Linked DNA regions of Gossypium raimondii: region 2 is linked to region 1. The links are chromatin contacts, called in public Hi-C maps. All regions are on one chromosome and are shown on one strand. The core of a region is the stretch at or near the end of the contact, and the rest is flanking DNA. Distances in the headings are between cores, read along the strand shown. Region 1 holds the start of LOC105772518. Region 2 holds the start of LOC105772774.

Region 1 (3,901 bases), core at 705-3,204:
ACGACAACAAATTGTAAATCCCTCAGATTACTCCATTCATAATTATTCATGGAGTTGCCATAATTCAAAACTTTTCCTCCTCTGTCCTCCACCAGCCACCTGCTCCTCCACGCCGCAGTTCTTCTAGACTATGCACGGAGAGAAATATCCCATTGAAACTCATACTTATGTTTCGGATGAATCACTTTGATCAGGCAATAACTTTCCCCATGCCTTAATTTACCATAGAGGAAACAAAAGAGGGTAAGCTTTTCGTATTCGAATTTGACATAGACAGACATACCATTTGGGAGTGTAAGTTTCTTTTTTTCTTTTCAGTGGCTTTCTGACATCAATTCGTACCCTCAGACGCATTATTCCTTCGTATCCCATTTGGATAGCCGATTAATCGTATTCCAAAAAGGTCCTAATAAAGTTCCCCAACTGTCTCAGACATAAAACCATGGGGGAGGTCATGGATAAGAGTCTAGAAATAAAGTTCCAATAATTGGACGGTCAACGGATTTTCCCCATGCTTTAGTCGGTGTAACACCAACAAATGAGAATTGAAATTCCATGGGCCATTTTTCTCAACCCGATCTACATCTACTTTAAAATAAAATCGAAAGAAGAATCTGCCATTTTCCAAATCTAATATTGAAACTTCTCCGATAGGATGCCATATATTTGCCAATGTCAATCTCATAGATTAGAAGTGAACCGCACTTGAAGTGAGAAACACTCCCACAAAATAGTTTGCATAAGATGTTTCACTATCAGATGATTCTACCCTTAATTGGATGGATTCTTCCTCTGCTTCTTCTAAAGATAAACTCGCTATAAAATCCTCCATTGGTTAGAACCTGTAAAGAATCAAATACTCAGAATTGCGAACAATCTTGGAGGAAAAAAATACCGTGCTAACAAGAGCAGAAAAATATGTCATAAGATAGAGGAAAAGCATGTCATAAGACAAAAAAAAAGCTTGAACTTGATAAAATTAAAAAACTCCATTACTAATTTACTAAATAATTTAGTAAAATGGTATAAAAAATCTCTATACTATGCAAATTTTTTACTTATTTTTAATGTGTATTTTCAAATTAAAGATGAACTCATTTTTGGTTAATTTCATAAAAAATATTGATGCGGCTTATAACATATAATGGCACAACATACACACATTAACCATTCTTTTGCAATTGAAATAAATTTTTACACATTAAAAAGAGAAAAAAAGAAGAAGAAGATACAAAGTGGAATACTTGTCCAATTGTTAAAAAGGAAAAGCCAAGTGTGTAAGAAAGTAGAAGAGTCCAAAGATGCAAGAGTAGGTAAGGGTGTTGCTCCTCCCAACCGAAAAATTTCATCTGATCTTTTCATAAATAATAAATTTATAAATTAAATGAATACTTTTTATTTAGTCTCTTTAAAATGATGAAACCATAATTTAATAATAGTAAAAATATAAATATTATTTATTTTAGATTTATTAAATGATAAACTGTTATATGTATAATAAATTATTATCTTATTATTTAATTTATGAAATAAATATATTTTCCTTCTTTATTTTGAATTTATTTAATAATGAATTGTATTTGTTAAACTTATAGATAATTGATGAATATTTATATTTAACATTTATTTAATCTGCTATTTATAAAAAAATTATATACATACATCAAATATTAAAAAAAAGAAGGAAAGGGCAGAATATCATAGAAAATGGATGCAGTATTTACTACTTCGATTGTGAGGGTTAAAAAACCAGAAAGTATCAACTTACACACATAATAGAAAGATTTTGTATGCAAATTATCCAAAAAATAAACACAAGGGAAGAGAAAAGGAAAGAAGGGGCGGGGGGATAGGGTCCTCAGCTGTTGCTGTTGAAATGGGGATTTGGGGTGTGGGGTTAGGGATTCTATTCCTTTCCCTCCACAAATTCTCTTCCCCCATTTCTGAATTTTTTGGCGTTCGCATTGCTTTTGCCTTCATTATTTATTTATTGAAAAAACAAAATAAAAAGGGGTTGAGTTTTGTAGAGGCGTTGATCTTTGACCGTCCATCCTGCCACTGTTGGGTTTTTGAATATTACCCATCACCAATTTCCATTGTTACTTTCCTCTCAACTTTCACTATATAACCAATTAAAAATAAAGATTAGGATTTTGGTTGGCAATTGGTAATTGCAGGCAGCTTTGGGTCTTCTTTCCTATCATTTCATGCTCGTTTATTTCATAGCATCCACTTCTTCTTCTTCTTCTTTTATCACTTGAAAACTTTCAAATTATCAAAGGGAGAAGACAGAGGGAGAACCAAACAGGTAGGACATGATGATTGCCTTCCCTTTCTTATTTAACCTCCTTTAGTTTCTCTTTTTCACACAACACCCACAATTTTATCGTCTTTCGTAACCCCCTTGAAGAAACAAAAATCTGGCCATTAAAAGTCTTTGCTTTTCTTGAGAAGAAAAAAAAAAAGGATCTTTGATTTGATGGAATTTTGTTTTCTTATAATTTAAAAAGAATGATTACTCTACTTTGTTGGTTCTGCTTTCCAAGAAAATTTTGGTAATCGAGTCTCTCGAATTTGTGTGTGTGGTGGGTTGGAACTTAGAAGGGATGGATGGATGAACTAGATGGAAGAAATCTTCAAATCTTTTATTAAAATTTTTGGTTGGTTTCCTATTCTCTACTCCACTTTTTAAGCTTAATTTGGTTTTTGAACCCTTAAATCACGGATAAAGTCTCTTTTATTTTTAGGAAAATGAAAAAAAATAAATAATAAAAATTATTGTGTGGAGAATAATTCAATCAAATGAAAATGAAAAACCCAAAGTGAGAGAGAGACCCACTTTTGTTGGGGATCAATTACAAAATACTGGACCATGTGACCATCTACCCTCTCCTTTTCTTTTGCTTCCCTTTTTTCTCTTCATATTTACTTTTGGTTTTACGGAAAGAAAACAATAACCCAGAGGCTCTTTCTTTTCTGAAAATGTTTGCTCCTTCTATAACATAGGTGTTCAATTCTTTTATTTCTTTAATGTCCTTCTTCCTCTTTTATGTGTATATTGATTCAATACTTGAGGTGGTTTTAGTTCTTTTAATTCATTCTGGTCTCTCTCTTTGTGAATTCAAACTATGCTATGCGATTCTAGATTAATTTGTTTTTGATGGGAAGAGAACTGAAATTTTTACCCTTTGGTGAATAACCCTAGAATTGGGTTTGGTGAAATTTTTACTTTGTTAATGGTTTCCTAGGATTTAAATAGGTTGCAAAACTCTTTATCTATATGGTTCCATATTGGAGTAGCCTTGAACTATTGTTACTTGTTACTGTCTTTTGGGGATTTCTTTGCATTGATTGATTGTGATTATGTTAATGGCACACATATTCTAGGTTGAGTAAGTTATAGAAGTTTTCAAGTAAATGATTTGAGGTACTGAATTCGGTTTTTGTGTGGAAAAAAGGCCAAGTCATATTGAAGTTGGATTTTTGCATCAACATTTGCATTCATGTTTCTTGTTTTTCTATCTGTTATGTTAATTTGGGGTTGAAGTTTGAGAAATGGTTTTTGTTTGCAAACTTTTTAACTTTTTATCGAAAGTGGTATCGAGAATAGTTGTCCAAAACAAAGTAACATTGTTGTCCAATTTGTGTTAATGGGATGCTTAAAGAGGCAATGTTTCTAATGATTGTGATCTCTCCAATGGATCGTGTCAAGTTCCTGCAGTATACATGCTGTGTATGCTTGCAACTATGGTTTTTAGGTTAAATTTTTTTGATCGTGTCAAGTTATGTTATGGTGGAGATTTCTATCATTGCCTGATAAATTTATGTTGATGTATTTGCAGATATAAAGGATACTTGTTATCTAGATGGATGGATATACTGGTAAAAGAGCTGTTGATGG
Region 2 (3,901 bases), core at 704-3,203, 150 kb before region 1:
CAATAAATATTCATTTTCATGAACAAATAAGATGTTTGAAACCATAAGTAATCCATGAAACCAAAACTTAAAATAAAATCATCTCAAATATTTAAACCATATATCAAATTAATTTAATATCTAAAGATGCTATTATTGAGAAAAGTGTAAAGATAGAGATCTAATTAAGTTGATGTACCTTTCTTATTCAACGAATCTTTGATGGTTTTATCAACAAGTAAGCAAATTTAAACTCCAATAGTAAACTTTGAATCCAATTAAAATTTATCAATAGCAAACTTTGAGAATGGATATTATTTCACAATTTCATATAGATAGCAATATCAAGTCATGCACCATCCTTAATAACATAAAAATAATATAAGTTAATCAAAATAATTATAATTGATCATGAATTAGCTAAAACAATCAAATATGAAGCATTAAATAAAAGAAACTTCCTGTAAAAACTTTAAATCTTGTCATCTAAGATCTTGAAAATCATGGAGAATAAATTTTATCGTCGATAAAAGGTTTTATCACTTTGAGCAAGATCGCATCGATAACGTGTTATAAAAAAAGAGATAGAGAGAGTAAAGAACAAATAAAATATGAGAAGCAATAGAGAATGTTTTTATTGATCAATGGGATGATTACAATGCTTCTTCAAAGTTTCTATTTATAGGCATAAGAAGTATAAATGAAGTAGAGATCTAATTCTAATGACTATTAGAATTTAATTTTGATTTTGATGGACATCCACTTAATAAGATATTCGTAACAATAATAATAATATCTTTTCAAAACAACTTAGTTTAAGAAATTTCGATCCGAAATCAATTTTTTTCAATAATGGCGAAAAGTGAGTATTACAATTCTCGTCTTCCAACTTGGTCCATAAGTTTTTTCTTTTATTTCTTAATGTATCTATTGGAACGAGCTCAATAATTAATCCTCCGCATTCTATAAGCCCATTAAGGGGGTAAATACTGGCCACGAGTTTTAAAGCTACTCCATACCTAAGGCGAGGATCAAACCTTTGACCATTGGTTAAGTTAGGAGAAACCCTTGCCATCTCACCTAACTCCTGTGGTTGGTCCATAAGTTATTTTACTTCTAGTATATCACATTTAGTTTTGATATCTTTTTCCGATGTCGTATTTAATTAATCAATAATTTACATTTAACTAACACTCGTACTTGAAAATTTTTTTACTTAGCTACTTCCTTGATATGAGTTATGACATCAAAAATTTTGGGGTGTTATGATAATATTATTGACTGAGTTGGTGTCACAAGTCAACTTGACGCTAACTCAGGATTGATGATAACAATATAACAACACCATGATAAATAATTGTAATGTGCTCGAGTATTTAAATTTTAATTTACTCACAATTTAATCTCTTTTTTTCATTTTAATATTGTACACATTTCATGTGTTATTATTAGTCATTTTTAAACCATACATTTTATTATTTATTTTATGTTATTTTTAAACACACTTCTATGTTCTAAATATGTAATTTCCACACATATATGCGTGCTATAGAATTTTTAGTATTCATAATATTGTTGATTGAGTTTTGAGTTGATGTCATAGGTCAACTCGACGCTAACTCAAAATTGATGATAACATCATGGTAAAGAATTGTAGTACATTTAGTACTATTAATATGATGCATTCACATGTTTAAAATTCATTTTACGCACAATTTAATCTATTTTTTATTTTAATACCGTATATATTTGATGTATTATTATATTTAGTTTCAAACTTGTGTGTGTGTGTGTGTGAATAGAATGATTATTTCATGTTGTGAATTAAAGTTGGGAGAAATTGAAATCCAAGCGGTAATATGTGAATTAGGTAAGATTTTAATTGGAGAGTGAAATCATTACATTTTACAAAGAGGCAGTCCAATCCATAAATCCGGCCCAATACCTTTATAATTCTCAATACGAAAATCCACAACCAAGTTACGCAACGCAGCGTTTTTAGTTATCGATGGCCGCACTAGCTCAGCCTGCGTGTTCCTTCACCACATTCCTTGGTTGCTTCCGCCCTTCCCCGAGAAGCTTTTCTAATATTAGGGTTCATCCCTCTCGGAACCTTTCGACCTCAATGAGTCTACAAAGCTCCGAACCTGTCGCCACCAAAACCGATCCTCCGACCGACGACGATGTGCTGCTGCAGTACGTGGTGCTTCGGAGAGACTTAATAGACAAGTGGCCTTTGGGGAGCGTGGTGACGCAGGGATGCCATGCTTCGGTCAGTGCCATTTGGTCTCACAAGGACGACCCCCACACCCTCCAGTATTGCAGCCCTGATAACATTGACTCTATGCACAAGGTAACCAATGTTCTTGTGTTTATTCTTCTTCTTTTTTTCCCACCATGAATGATTTCTTTTACATTCAACAGAGCGTAGTGTATTGTTTTGAAAAACCCTGTTTATGTTTTTTGGTCAATTGGAGGCAATCCTCATTGTGGCACATTGTTTTCTCTTCTCATACTGGGTTTGTTGTAGACCTTTGATTTGCTTGGAGTTTTATCCCCCCAAACGTAATGAGAATTGATCATTTTTAAGTTACAAATAATCCCATAGCTGAACTGAGAAACAAAGGAGAGAGGCATTTATCCCATAAAACTATCCAACAAGGGTGTTTAATGCAAAACAAACATTTTGGATACCTATCCAATTCTTTTCTTACACTGTTGTAAATATAGCATATTTCATGGTTTCAAATTAAACAAAAATTTGACCATATCTCATAACAATGAAAACCATGAGGTGTTAATTGTAGGGTGATTTGGTGCTGTATCTAGAGTTGTGGATGATGAGCTAAGTGGTGAGGTTTTGGAACATGTAGGTAACGCTTGAGGTGAAGGGAGAAACCCAGATATTGAACTTGTCAGAAAAGCTGTTGGCGGCGGGTATTGCTCATAAACTGTGGATTGAACAGCCTGAAAACTTCCCAACTTGCCTGGCTACAAAACCCTACCCCAAGTCCATGGTATCGCCGTTTTTCAAGAAATTGAAACTTTGCAAGTGATTGTTTGATGGTGGGTTCTAAATCATAATTATTTAGCTTGATTCTGTTGAATCCCTCTTTTGTTCTAAACTATGATTCTCTTGACATATGTTCCCTGTACGAGTTTAAATTTTTATATTCAGTATTGACGCAGCTAGAGCTATTTGCCTAGGACTCACTCTAAACTCAAGAAGATTGGCCCTTTATAAATAAAAGATGAAATGCACACTCTAATTTGTGTAGTTTTAGTTCCGATTTGGATAGTACCACGTGAATTTAATTCAGATTATAAATCACAAAACAGCATACAAGCACAAGCAAGGATAAGGATAGCTAGGAAGTTTTTGTTAATAATTACTACTTGATTCATGTTTGTTAATAATTTTAAAATGGTGTGTTTGTTAATAATTAACTTGTTCATGTTCATGAATATTTTCACAAATAATGTTCATAAACAAACAAATCTCTTTTAGATGTAAAACAATCATGTCTAAATTTTAACTAATTATATTATATAATAATTGAGCAACAGACAATTTAGTAAATGAACATGAAAAATAAAAATAAAACTTTTTTATAAACATAAATGAATCGAATGAGCCTTCAAATTTTGTTATCATTAATTTAATTTGATAAATGGACAAAAACAAAACTACTCATTGAACCTGAGGATTATGGAGCGAAGGAACTGCTAATAGATGTCTGAGAGGAACACTCTTCAAAGAATCAGCGAAATAAAATAAAATTCCCGTTTTAACATTGCCAAAAAGCACTATTTTAGCTATGGGTTCAATGATCCTTTCTAGCTACCAAATATGTAAACTCCAAATACAACACATGTCAAGTCTTTGGTGCCCCTCCGCTGCTGATAGATAGCACAACACTAT

Evidence for each region. A called contact is a pair of places that touch in the nucleus more often than the background predicts.
Region 2: a Hi-C map of leaf shows a contact between it and region 1, with 3 times the contacts expected there. The contact joins the promoter of LOC105772774 here to the promoter of LOC105772518 in region 1. A contact is called at or near these places in 2 of 2 Hi-C or Micro-C datasets (both in leaf).

The regions. Positions count from the first base shown.
Region 1 is chr6:25,263,473-25,267,373 of ASM2569854v1, forward strand. It overlaps LOC105772518, which reads left to right and starts at 1,955. Exons shown (of 6, transcript XM_012593809.2): 1 at 1,955-2,308; 2 at 3,843-3,901. The coding sequence starts at 3,867.
Region 2 is chr6:25,114,438-25,118,338 of ASM2569854v1, forward strand. LOC105772774 reads left to right here and starts at 1,954. Exons shown (of 2, transcript XM_012594219.2): 1 at 1,954-2,332; 2 at 2,853-3,185. The coding sequence starts at 1,988. The coding sequence ends at 3,035. LOC105772773 (coatomer subunit beta-1) reads right to left here. Exons shown (of 8, transcript XM_052632854.1): 8 at 3,602-3,901.